Regions from separate parts of the Ovis aries genome. Here regions 1 and 3 are each linked to region 2. The links are chromatin contacts, called in public Hi-C maps. All regions are on one chromosome and are shown on one strand. Each heading gives the region's core, a stretch centred on a gene start, on an enhancer-like site or on the middle of the called end of the contact. The rest is flanking DNA. Distances are from core to core; before and after follow the strand shown. Region 1 holds the start of DCTN1 (dynactin subunit 1). Region 2 holds the start of BOLA3 (bolA family member 3). Region 3 holds the start of STAMBP (STAM binding protein).

Evidence for each region. A called contact is a pair of places that touch in the nucleus more often than the background predicts.
Region 1: a Hi-C map of tail adipose tissue shows a contact between it and region 2, with 2.6 times the contacts expected there. The contact joins the promoter of DCTN1 here to the promoter of BOLA3 in region 2. A contact is called at or near these places in 2 of 16 Hi-C or Micro-C datasets (blood and tail adipose tissue).
Region 3: a contact with region 2 is called in a Hi-C map of tail adipose tissue, with 4 times the contacts expected there. The contact joins the promoter of STAMBP here to the promoter of BOLA3 in region 2. A contact is called at or near these places in 4 of 16 Hi-C or Micro-C datasets (blood, liver, muscle and 1 more).

The regions. Positions count from the first base shown.
Region 1 is chr3:96,254,757-96,259,094 of ARS-UI_Ramb_v3.0, forward strand. DCTN1 (dynactin subunit 1) reads right to left here and starts at 1,723. Exons shown (of 29, transcript XM_060412355.1): 1 at 1,676-1,723.
Region 2 is chr3:95,968,973-95,973,479 of ARS-UI_Ramb_v3.0, forward strand. BOLA3 (bolA family member 3) reads right to left here and starts at 2,279. Exons shown (of 4, transcript XM_027967016.3): 1 at 2,190-2,279. The coding sequence starts at 2,243.
Region 3 is chr3:95,658,250-95,662,351 of ARS-UI_Ramb_v3.0, forward strand. It overlaps STAMBP (STAM binding protein), which reads left to right and starts at 1,777. Exons shown (of 10, transcript XM_027967012.3): 1 at 1,777-1,818; 2 at 3,775-3,992. The coding sequence starts at 3,790.

The DNA.
Region 1 (4,338 bases), core at 473-2,972, 290 kb after region 2:
GAATTATATTTTTCACTTCTCTGATTCTAAAAGATAAGCTAGGGATCAACAAGATGGAAGTTATAGAGATGTATTTTAGCAACATGAAAAACTTCCCTATTAAGCTATCTAGTGATGAAATGGGATGCCTTACATTCAGTAAATTCCCCATTACTAGAAATGTTCAAGCCCAAACTGGCCATTGGGCAAGAATATTTTAGAAGGAATTCAACTATCACAAGATTTGAAAGAAACAGTAGCGCTCTTCTAGTCCAGTCTCCTATTTTATAGGCTTGGACAGGGGAAGAGATTATTCAAGGCAGCGCAGCTTGTTCTGGAAGGCAAGGAATAGAACATGGTCTCTTTCAACCCAGAGACTTACACCCTTGTGCTCAAAGTGTATGTGGTCCACGGACCATCAGCATCACCTAAGAACTTGTTTAAAATGTAGAACCAACCAAAGCATGTACTTTAAACAAGACCCCTAGGTGTATGCACCATTCAAATTCGAAAAGCACTGACCTAAACTACCCCTTCCAAATCTTGAGTTTCCAATTCTGGAACTCCATTTTCCAAACTGTCTTATATGCTAAAGAGGCAATACCCAAGAAAAATAGTATTTTCCACCCGAATTTGGGAAACTGCATACTATACTTCCAGTGGGAAATTCTTGGTAAAAATACTATTAGCACATTGAAAGCTGAAGTTTCTAAACATGCACGTGCTCCGTGCTAAGTTCCTTCAGTTAAGTCAGACTCTTTTGTGACCCCACAGACTACAGACTGCCAGGCTCCTCTGTCCATGCGATTCTCCAGGCAAGAATACTGGAGTGGGTTGCCATGCCCTCCTCCACAGGATCTTCCCCACCCAAGGATAGAACCTGTCTCCAGCGTTGGCACGGGAGTTCTTTACCACTAGCGCCACCTGGGAAGAGAAACTTGAACCATGAAGTTTCTAAACATATTTGAGCACAAAAAGCCTTTTGGGAAAAAAGTTGTCATTTACTACTATCGTTAACATCCCCGTGCCTTGGGCTTCGGCCGTAGCCTAGGTAAAGGACGTCAACCTTCACCTCATTGTTCCCTGACCCTCAGTGCCTTAAGCATACTGGACTGGCAAGGGGTCAGGATGAGCTTGCTGGTCTCCAAACTGGAACAAAAGACGGTACATTTCTAAATCACCACCTCTTGAAAAACAGCGGAGCTCCTCATCTGTGTGATTTAGAGTGGGGGATGCGCAACATGACTGCTCAAGAGTCACCCTGCCAGTTAAGGCGGACCCCAGGAATGGGAGACAGACACACCAAACGCATATCGGCCTCCAGCTTTAGTCCTCTTTTTTCTTTTTTCTGTTTGACACAACTTTTCAACCATGTGCCCCACTGGAAACCTGTCGCTTGGAATAGGTTCAGGAGTGCCTTGCACGTTCCCAGGAAAGGAGGGGAACCCCTGCAGTTCCGGAAGAATTGGGAGACGCAATCACTCTGGCCCCGCCAAGCTGAAGAGCTCAGGCGGGTCAGATCAGGCCAGACCCAGGCGGGTGCCCACCCCCACCGCGGCCCACCCCTGCCGACCCCTGCCCGGCACACCGGGCTCCCCGCCGCGCCCCTGGCGAGCGCCGAGCCCCCAGAACACAGCCAAGAGCCTTGCGAACACGGCGGGGGAGGAGGCAGTTGCCATGGTCGCCGCCTCCGTACCTGTACTGTCAGGGGCTCCGCGCCCGGCTCCGGGCCCCACTGGCGACCGACGCCCAAGCCTTAGCGGGGTCCCACCCCGCCCGCACGGGCTGCCCGCCGTGCCGCCAGACCCCTGTAGGCCCACTCCAGGACCTCTAGTCTCTGAGGCCCAGAGGCGTTCTGGGTCGGGGGGGACACGCTAGTCTTCCCCGAGGACCAGCCCGGGTTAAACCCTGCGCGCTGAGCGCAGCCGGGTGGACTTCGATCAGGCACAAAGCTGGACACCTGGAGCGAAATTTGCGCGTGCGTACTGTACGGGAAGCCGATTAGGACCGCGGGGGAGAGGCGCGCGGTGGCCGGCGCCCTCTGCCGGCAGAGGGTAGACGGCGTAGAGAAGGCCTGGACGACTCTTGTGTGGTCAAAGCTCCCACACTCGCTGCGCTTTTGCGTGCTAGGCTATTAATTAAAACAATAGTGGTAAATATAAAATAATGAAAATGTACATAATGGACTTTGGTAGTTTTTAATTAAAAAAACACTTGGGCTGGAGTCGGGGGGCTGTGGGGGCCGCAGCTGCCGGGCACTTCAGCTTCGCCACGGCTCGCAGGCACCTGGCGCGCTCCCGCCCGGCAGTCACGGCTCCCCAGACGAGTCCGCTCCGACGAGGGGCGCCGAAGAAAGAGCCCAAGAGGAGATCTGCGAGATTGTCAGCTAAATCGGCTCCTGCAAAAGTAGAAACGAAGCCGAAGAAGGCGGCAGGAAAGGATAAATCTTCAGACAAGTCAAATAAAAGGGGAAAAAAGGGAACAACGGCCGAAGTGGCTAACCGAGAGACTAAAAGGAGAGCCCAGCCTTTGATGAAGCAGAAGCCAAGTCTGATTAATATCACACCCTATCTGCCTCCCTTCTTGTACAATCCAGACGATTATTTTTATCAACTATTTTGTAAACGCAAGTTTTTTGACAGCTCTAAAAACATTTTTTTAAAAGAATCCTCTCTCATTCCACTTTTTAAGTGTAAGTGCTTTTTTTTTTTTTTAAAAGAGGTGAAATCATTTGCTGGTTATTTTTTGGCTCAACCAGAAAATAGTGGGATATTGAATATGGGAGGTTTTGGTTGTCTTGGGTGTCAGTAACATTCCATAAATTGATAATGAGCTTTTATACTCTATAATATAAAGCACACTAAATGGCAGTTTGGAGTCAATTGTGCATTCAATGTGTTGGATACTATTACTTCTCTTCCCATGTTTTTGGTAGAATTGTATCCTATAACAAACCACTGCTTGATCTTGGCTCTCCTGGTCAGAACTTTGTGCCCTGTAGCATCTTTAGTCGTGGTGGTCCAGTTCTCCTAGTAACATTGTTAATGTGCTGTGAGCGATTGAAAATTTGAGTATGTAGTATGACATTAAATTGTGACTGGTGGAATTTCCAATATTGTACTGGATATCCTGTTAAGGAAAATTTGCCTCCAAATTTAAGCTGTAAAGTTCTAGGAAAACTATTCAGAAAAGAATCAAAACTACATGATTTTTTTAGATTTTTGGTATAAATGTTCAGAATTATGTACAAATTAAAATGTCTATGTACTGATCCTCAAAACAACCAATAAAATCTCAGTTATGAAAAAAAAAAAAACATTGGAAAGTACGAATTCCTTGACCCAATGAACCCACTTCTAATGATGCCAAAGAAATGAAAAAAAAAAAAAAAGAACAAGTGTTCAGACATCTTTGTACAAGGATCTTGGAAGAGTCAGGATCTGATAAACAATGGGTTCAATTCTGTTTACCCACTGTCTCAGTCTTTGAGTTGTTTACTTAACCTCTCCCAACCTCTGTTTCATCTTTCATAAAATGAGAATGTTAAGGATAGAACCTGCATTATTTGGTTGTTCGTAAGTTTGAGTGCACAGAAGGCAATGGCACCCCACTCCAGTACTCTTGTCTGGAAAATTCCATGGACAGAGGAGCCTGATAGGCTGCAGTCCATGGGGTCCCTGAGAGTTGGACACGACTCAGTGACTTTACTTTCACTTTTCACTTTCATGCACTGGAGAAGGAAATGGCAACCCACTGCAGTGTTCTTGCCTGGAGAATCCCAGGGACGGCGGAGCCTGGTGGACTGCCATCTATGGAGTCACACAGAGTCGGACATGACTGAAGTGAGTTAGCAGCAGTAGCAAGTTTGAGTGGATTCATGTAAAGAGCCTGAAATGTAACTATTGCAATATTATGTTTGTCTCAGTTAATCTCAGATTGAAAAACAACCTGAAAAATCCATAAAACTGTTGGTGGGGTGGAAGTGGGGGTGGTAAATGGTAGGAAAGATGAATCTCTCCACTACTGCCCCTCTTTTCCCCATTTCATCATCTAAGTATTTCTGGAGAGGACTCTCGAGAGTCCCTTGGACAGTGTGGAGATCAAACCAGTCAATTTTAAAGAAAATCAACCCTGAATATTCATTGGAAAGACTGATGCTGAAGCTGAAGCTCCAATACTTTGGCCACCTGATGTGAAGAGCTGAGTCATTGGAAAAGTCCCTGGTGCTGGAAAAGATTGAAGGCAGGAGGAGAAGGGGGTGGCAGAGGATGAGATGGTTGGATGGCATCATCAACTCAGTGGACATGAGTTTCAGCAAACTCCAGGAGATGGTGAAGGACAGGAAGCCTGGTGTGCTGC
Region 2 (4,507 bases), core at 1,029-3,528:
AGACTGAAAATAGCATGGCAGGGACTTGCCTGGAGATCCAGTGGCTAAGACTCTGCACTCCCAATGGAGGGGGCCTGGGTTCGATCCCTGGTGGGGGAACTAGATCCCACATGCAGCAACTAAGAGTTTGCATGCTGCAACTAAGACTCTTGTATGATGCAACAAAGATCAAAAATTCTGCATGCTTCAGCTAAGACCCAGGGCAGCCAAACAAATCAGTAAAAATAAATATTGAAAAAAAGAAAATAGAGTATGGCAGGGCTTCAGTGCCTGGATAAAGACTTTGGACTTTTTACACAGGCTTCCTGATGCCAGTGTAACAATGCCTTTTGAAGCAAGTCAGGAAAGATTCCCAGATAAGAGTATCCTTAAAAAGGGAGTAGTACCAGGTTCCCTGGCTGGAGGAAGATGGTGGGCGGAGTGCTGCTCACATGCTAGTGCTGAAGGTACCATCCGTTCACCCCCTCAGTCTTGCCCATCCTCAGGCCTTTTCTGATGGCCTAGAGCAGGGTCCTGTGTTATAGAACCTCAGAGCACAGTCTTTAAAATACCTTGTGCACTGATTCTTTCAACAATTGGTCTTAGAGGCCAAGACATGGGTCTGTCCTGCTACTGCAGTCTTCCAGAACTGACCCAGGGCAGGCCCCCAGGAGAACTTGAGTGATGGATGAATGAATGAATGAGCAGGGGGGAAAATCCACACAATTCAGGGCATATGTACTGTGTGGTCAGTTGCTCAGTCGTGTCTGACTCTTTGCGACCCCATGGACTGTAGCCCAGCCAGGCTCCTCTGGCCTTGAGGATTCTCCAGGCAAGAATACTGGAGTGGGTTGCCATGCTCTCCTCCAAGGGATCTTCCCAACCCAAGGATCAAAGCCAGGTTTCCTGCATTGCAGGTGCATTGTTTACCGGCTGAGCCACCAGAGAAAACCGGCATATGTACTGCTGCTGCTGCTGCTGCATCGCTTCAGTTGTGTCCGACTCTGTGCGACCCCATAGATGGCAGCCCACCAGGCTCCCCCGTCCCTGGGATTCTCCAGGCAAGAACACTGCAGTGGGTTGCCATTGCCTTCTCCAAGGCATTAAAGTGAAAAGTGAAAGTAAAGTTGCTCAGTCGTACCCGACTCTTGGCGACCCCATGGACTGCAGCCTACCAGGCTCCTTTGTCCATGGGATTTTCCAAGCAAGAGTACTGGAGTGGGGTGCCATTGCCTTCTCCGGGCATATGTACTAGGTACCCGCAAAGAAGTCCTGATTCTAGCAGGCAGCTGAAACGCAGGTCAGGAGAAAGATCTGGAGGGAGACTGAGTGCTGTTCAGAGGGACAGAATCCTATGTTGTGGACCTGGGTAAGACTGGGTGGACGGGAGACCTCCTCTGAAAACAGTGCCCTGGGGGTGGGGGTGGGGGCAAAGGCAGAGGGTAGCCAGGTGGCAGGCAGCGCAGCAGTCACTAAAGGGTGACAGTGGGGTTAGCACTATGACTCCTTGGGAGAAGTCTTTCCCTCATCTCTGCTGATCTGCAGGCAGCGGCCTTTAAACCAGCAATCAACTGACAAAACCCCTGGAATGTCGATTGTCCACAATGAAAGTCTCCAGCAGAAGTGCCCTTCATGCTCCAGGGAGGCAGGTCCAAGGAAGGAAGAATGTGAAAGGAAAGCAAAAGAAACGGATGGAGTAAAGGGAGAATGAATCGGCAAAGGGGAGAGAAAATTAGGAGAGCGTATGGTGACTGCCCTCTACTGGCTCCCTACTACAGGAGTGTGAGATTTGGAAAGGGTCAAGGTCACAGAAGCCAGGAGGACGTTCCGGAGCCCTGACTCAGTCACAGGAACCAGCACGCACGCCTCGACTCCAGGCTCTGACTCCATGTCTTCGGCTCGGTAAAGCAACATTGCTTTTTCCGTGCCTGCTGTATTACGACTGTTTATGCATCCGTTCCCCTCGGCCTCAACCCCCACCCCGTTGGGGAGCTCCCCCAGCACGCGCCGGCCCTGACACTTCTCTCAGTACCCGTAGCCGGGGCCACTGAATGAATGAACCAGCAAATCAATGAATGAGAGAAAGGAAGGCGAAGCCCCTGGCCCGGCGCGTCGCCCTCCGCAGGCCGTCTCTCCAAACCCGGCCCGCCCCGCGGTCCCAGCGCAATTCCTGCCCCGGGGAGAGTGGCTCGGTCCCCGTCCGCGCTCACCCGGCGGGTTCCGCGAAGCAGAGGCACTGCCGCGGCCGGGCTCCACGCCGCCATGCCCGGCCGACGCGGCCCGCCGTCCGAGGTCGCCGCGTCGCCCGAAAGACGCGGAGTCCGGGACCAGAGCCGCCGCTGCACAGGCGAGGCCGCCCCCTGCTGTCCGGAGGCCGCGAGCCGCCCCGCACGCCCAGGACGCCCAGTCTCACCTGGCCTCCCAACCCTCGCCCCCAGTGGGTCCTTCCCCCTCGGCCTAGAAGCCGGTGCTTGGACTTTCCCTTGTCCCAAGAACCCTGGTGCCCTAGGTGGAACGCCCCCATTCCTACTCTCCACCAGAAAACCTGCTGCTAAACGGAGGAGCTTCGACTTCTCACTCCATGAGGGACCAGGGGGAGGATTTTAAGCAGGGGAGTCGTTTTCAGATTTGAGCTTTAGGAAGATCACTGGTCCCTGCGAAGAGCGGGGACAGTCGCAGTGGTCCAGAGACTAAAGGCCTGAACAGCAGCAGGAATCGGAAGAGTGGACTCGGACACCTGGGAGGTGAATGAATGGACTGGAAGACGGTATTGGCAGGAGAGGGGATGAAGGCGACAGGGATGACTCTCAGGTTTCTGGCTTGGACAATGAAATGGGTAGAGGAGGACTAGGTTTGGGGTGAAGAGGGTCGACTAACTCAGTTTTGGATGTCTCTGTATTGAAGGTGCCTGCAGGAAATGGCTCAGCAGAAGAGCCACTTGAGCCACAGATCTTGCATAGCCTGGCAAACTCTTGAGTTGTTTTGCAAAATTCAAACACCACTCCCATCCCCTGGAAAGCTCAACCAACCAATCAACTGGAAGCTAAGAAATGATAATGACCTTTCCTGACCCTCCTGACTTGAATCAACTAAAACTTTGACTCTGACAACTTTTGCCCCCGTTCCAGACTGAATTCTCCTGAGCCAAGACCCTTCATGAATGTGTATATAACCTTAGCTTAAAATTTCTCCACTTTTGCTCTTGGGGAGATACTGTGTTCTCCTTACTTGTTGCTGTCTGATCACTAAGTCATGTCCAATCCTTTGCAACCCCATGGACTGCAGCATGTCAGGCAGGCTTCCTTGTCCTTCACTATCTCCCCGGATTTGCTCAAACTCATGTCCATTGTCAATGATGCCGTCCAACCATCTCATCCTCTGTCGCCCCCTTCTCCTCCTGCCCCCAATATTTCCCAGCATCAGGGTCTTTTCCAGCGACTCGGCTCTTTGCATCAAGTGGCCAAACTATCGGAGCTTCAGCTTCAGCATCAGTCCTTCCAATGAATATTCAGGGTTTATTTCCTTTAGGATTGACTAGTTTGATTTTGTTGCTGTCCAAGGGACTTTCAAGTCTTCTACAGCACCAAAATTTGAAAGCATCAATTCTTTGGCACTTAGCCTTCTCGATTGAAATATAGCCTTCCTTATTACCGGACTGCGTGTACCTCCCTATGCAAACTGTGCAACAAGATGGCTTATGTGGTAACCAACTCATCTTTTAAAGTCAGTTCAAGCCTTGTCTTCTGATCAGTCATATTCTGTTCAGCACCAATAAAATAATCTGTCACAGAAAAACCTTTTGTCTCCTGTGGGTAGGTTGCCTAAGCCTGAAATAACCTTTTTACTTGGCTTTTAGGGCTTTTCATTTCTGCAGCCCTTTGGAACTCCCCTTTACTGGCTAGATGAGATGCTGATTGATTAAGAGTCAATAAAGCCAATTAAAAATTTAAATTTTACTGTTGAATTCTGTCTTTTTACTATTTTGACCCTCATAATTTTTCCTTTCATCAGTGCGAATGCTCAGTTGCATCCAACTCTTTGCAACCCCATGGGTTCCTCTGTCCATGGGATTTCCCAGGCAAGAATACTGGAGTAGGTTGCTATTACTTCCTCCAGGGGATCTCCCTGACTCGGAGATTGAATCCATGTCTCCCGCAGCTCTGGCATTTGGCAGGCAGATTCTTTACTACTGAGCCAGCTGGGAAGCCCCAGTTTCTCCTTTGCATTACTATTAATAGCCTCATTTTTTTTCTTCTTTGCTTGATTCTTTAACAATTAGGGTTGGTGGGATTAGGGATAATTTACAAACTTTCAATTTTTCTTCAGAGATGTAACTAAATTGCCAAAGATATTTCTTCCAGAGTATAGTGGAGAATCACCTCTTTACTACTCAAAACAGGGTGGTCTGAGTGAGGCAGACCATATCCCATGACCTAGGCAGGTTGATCAGATTTAGGGATTGGCTTAGTTGGCCACATGATCTGAGCCAGACCAATCAGAATTGGTCTAGAGACTTTTGGGAACTAAG
Region 3 (4,102 bases), core at 527-3,026, 310 kb before region 2:
TATTAACATATTTTTAAATTTATTTTTAATTGAAGGATAATTGCTTTACAATATTTTGTTGGTTTCTGCCATACATGAATAAGAATTAGTCTACTAATATTTTTAAAAGTTTATAAAGCTGAATACTATACCTTGAAGCAAGGGATAAATTCAAATGTCATTTTTAACAAAATTCAGACTGGATATTGAAACAGCTTTAAACATTAAAACTCCAACAGCCAAGATCTAATATTGCTAATCTAAAACAAATGTACACCTGTTTTTTGCAATGGTAACCACAAATTTTATGATCACAACAGAGTCAGGTAACCTATGAAAACCTAGAAATTTCTAGTGAAATGCTGAAGTCTTTTCTTAACAAAGCTTTGAAAGTCCTATAGTCTGAAAAGGAAATGGTTACAAAATAAGTGCTTTTCAAATTTACAAATAAAATTTTATTGTAATATATGCTAAAAAAAAAAAATTAGGGACTTCCCTGGTGGACCAGTGGTTAAGACTCCATGCTTCCAAGCAGGGAGCATGTGTTCAACCAGTATCCCACAGTCTGTGCTGCACGGCTAGGAAAAAAAAAAAGTTAATGCCCCCAAATTTTAATGGCTTAACCAGTATGCAAAAAAGAACTCGAGGGGCTTAAGCGGTGTGCTAAAGTTTGCAAAATGAAGTGTACTTTTAGATCCTACTAGTGGAAACCACTAGAATGACTGCTCAGTTCCCCAAATACTCTTCCTCTGAAAATCTTGTCACTGACCAGGATGAACCCTAACAGCCACTGAGTCCAACGTGGCCTATCTTTCTGGCCACAAAGGTTTAAAACAGAACTCGACATGACCTTTCTGAATGTGACAATAAACAAAATTGAGGTGAAATGAGCTAAGATTTGAGTAATTTCTAAAAAAATAAGTGAGTGGAAATTCAGGGAAAGCAAATTTCCACATAGAGAAGACCCAAGGATGTGTATTTAGCATAAAAAATTCAAGACATAGCTCATCTGGTTTTTCAGTGACTTCGTAATATAAACAGGGTATTAATAATCTGGTGGGGTAGGTTTCAACATGCAATCAATCTTGATAAAGCTCATAGAATTTTCTGCAGAAAACTGGGATACCCTAGTTTTCAGGACTGACATAAATATATAACACGTGCTTCCCAGGTGGCGCTAGTAGTAAAGAACCTGCCTGCCAATGCAAGAGACATGAGATGCAGGTTTGATCCCTAAGTCAGGAAGATCCCCTGGAGGAGGGCATGACAACCCATTCCAGTATTCTTGCCTGGGGAATCCCAAGGACACAGGAGCCTGGCAGGCTCCAGTCCATAGGGTCGCACAGAGTTGGACAGGACTGAAACGACTTAGCACGCACGCACAAACATATAACTCATCTGCACAAACGCGGAGGACATAAAGGCATGCGGTAAGCATGAAGGTTACCAGTCTAATTTCAATACATGTATGATTTATGCAACAGATTTTATCTGATTTCATACTTCTTAAGCTTTTCCAAGGGATGTTGTATTACAACGTGTGTAGCCTTTCACTGTGTCTGTACTAACCTAAAATAAAAGTTAGCTTGGTCATTGGGTCCTTTGCTCGTTTTCTCTTCTTTGCTGGTTGATTTTCCTTTACCAAAATGGCCCCGCTCTCTCCTCATTGGTGTTTTCTTCTCCTGCAGGTGGCAGCTCTAGCTCCGCCCACCAGTCGCCGCTCGGGTCCTAAGTTTTTGAGAATTTAACTCACAGACCAGAGGGAGGGGGCGGGGCGGGGCGGGGCGGATGCCGGACGTGACGTTTTCGGAAGCGCCGAGAGTCGTCCGCGGGGGACAGGTGGGGAAGGGTCCCAGCTGTGTGGTGGGGCCCGGGCGCTGAGCGTGATCGGAGTCTGACGGCGAGCGGCCACCGTGAGTGTGGGGCCTGCAGCCTTCTCCTCCCTGCGCCCCCTGCCCGGCCTGTCGCGCGCGAGGCCCCTGACGGCTCCGGTCCCCTCCTACCGCTCGCGATAGACGCGAAAGCCTTGAATAATTTTGCCCGATGTTGACAACTTGGCTTGAGTGCCTTCGAGAAGGCCTCGAGTAGTTGTCAGTGGATCCTTCTCCGCTGTAAACGCCCCCATCGCTCATTCCTGGTACTTCCTTTCGCCTCCCGGTCATCTTCCCCCGTTTCGGTTTTTTCCGCCACTTTCCCCCTTATTTGCGGACGCTGCGTCTCCTCTTTGGAGTGTTGGTCAGCCTTGTCGTGTGGGGCAGCACTTGCTGGCCTTGGGAAGAGGTTCCATTCTCGACCAAAAGATCCTCTCCGGAGAGGTGATAAAGAGCAACAAGCCTCTCCTGCCTCAGTTAGCTTTGATGGGCTCTGCAGTGAGTTTACTAATTAGGCAACTTGGGGAGCTTTTAGATTTGCTAGTGGCTTCTTGAGCCCCTGAAAAGACTCCCACAGGAGGTGGACTGCCTCTACATCCCTGGTAGTCCCCACAACTTTTGTACCCTTAGGGTGTTTGAGAAAAAGCTTGGTGGAGGAAGTGTGACCTAAAGATAGAATTGACCTGGAGAAAATCATCTTTGAGGGAGTGCTTGGAATGGAAAACAACAGTGGGTAGACAAATGAAACACATATGAGGATTTCTGGGCAGATAAGAATCCTGACTGAAGCAAAAGGTCTCTGTTGGCAATGAGTAAGGTTTAAAAGGACCGAATGGGGCCAGTTGACACAGGGCCTTGAATTCCAAAATCTGCTATAGCTTGTGTGTTCTACAGCATGCTGGTTGTGCTGTGTCGCTTCAGTCATGTCCGACTTTGTGACCCTGTAAACTATGGCCCACCAGGCTCGTTTGTTCATGGGATTCTCCAGGCAAGAATACTGGAGTGTGCTGTAATACAGGGGGTGTGCTGTAATTCAGTATGCATCAAATACCCAGAATCTTCCTGGAAGTGATGTAGAGTGATATCTGATTGGAAGAAAGAATCTGATTCTAACAGCAGCAGTATCAGGAAAGACTCTAGAATGACTGCAATCTGAGACCCAGGGAGGGGAGACTCCCAGGCGGTTTTTGTTATTTTTGGTTTGGGTTTTGCCTTTCAAGTTACCTTTTTGTCCTTTTGTTATTCAAGGAGTACTTAGTCTTCAAAGATAGATTTGAATAAACTGTTTTCTAGATCTGAATTCCTTACCTTGAAATGATGATGTTGTACATTGACTGGACTAGTGATTTTATGAGCAGAGTCAGGATTATAAATATTCATCCCCACACCATTTCCCCTCACTAACCTTGTGCTAAAGTGCGAAAAGTTGTAGACAAAGTCCGTTACTCTCAGGTTAAATGATCAACTTAAAGTCAGTTAACAATCATCAGGAAATGTCATTGAGTATTCTCTGTCAGGTACTGGGGTGGGTGGAAGTGGGTAGCTGGGAGGAGAGATAATGGAAAAAATACAAGATACTGTTCCTTTTTTTATGGTGCTGAGGTCAGGGCCACCTAATGACAGGGAATGATTAGCATGAAAAGAGGACTGAAGCTCTTGTGGCTCATTATAGTTACACTCTTTGTACCACCTAATCATGCCACAGGCATTACAGGTTTCTGAGTCTGTCAGCCCTTTCATCCTTGTGAAATGGGCTTCCTGGAGGGTCTCAGGCTTCTTGTGGCGAAGAGACCTTAGTTAATATGGGCAACAGCATGTGGTGTTTTTCTCTTAATTTCTTTGTAAGGTGGAGGTTTGTTGAGATAAACACCTGTGCCGAGGTGACGGGGGCCTTGGTATTGATGCCATCTTTTACTTGTTTCAGGACGTCTTGGTCCTCATGTCTGACCATGGAGACGTGAGCCTCCCACCCGAAGACCGGGTTAGGGCTCTGTCCCACAGGGGCAGCGCCGTGGAGATAAATGAAGACATTCCACCCCGCCGGTACTTCCGCTCCGGAGTGGAGATTATCCGAATGGCATCTGTTTACTGCGAGGAAGGCAACATTGAATATGCCTTCATCCTCTATAACAAGTATATCACGTAAGACACCTCCAGTTTCCTTTTTCTTTTCTGGTGACTGATGCCTCACTCATGGTGCTCTTGTGCTCATTTATTTCTGCTCAGAATTGCTAAAACCAGAGGACTTTACA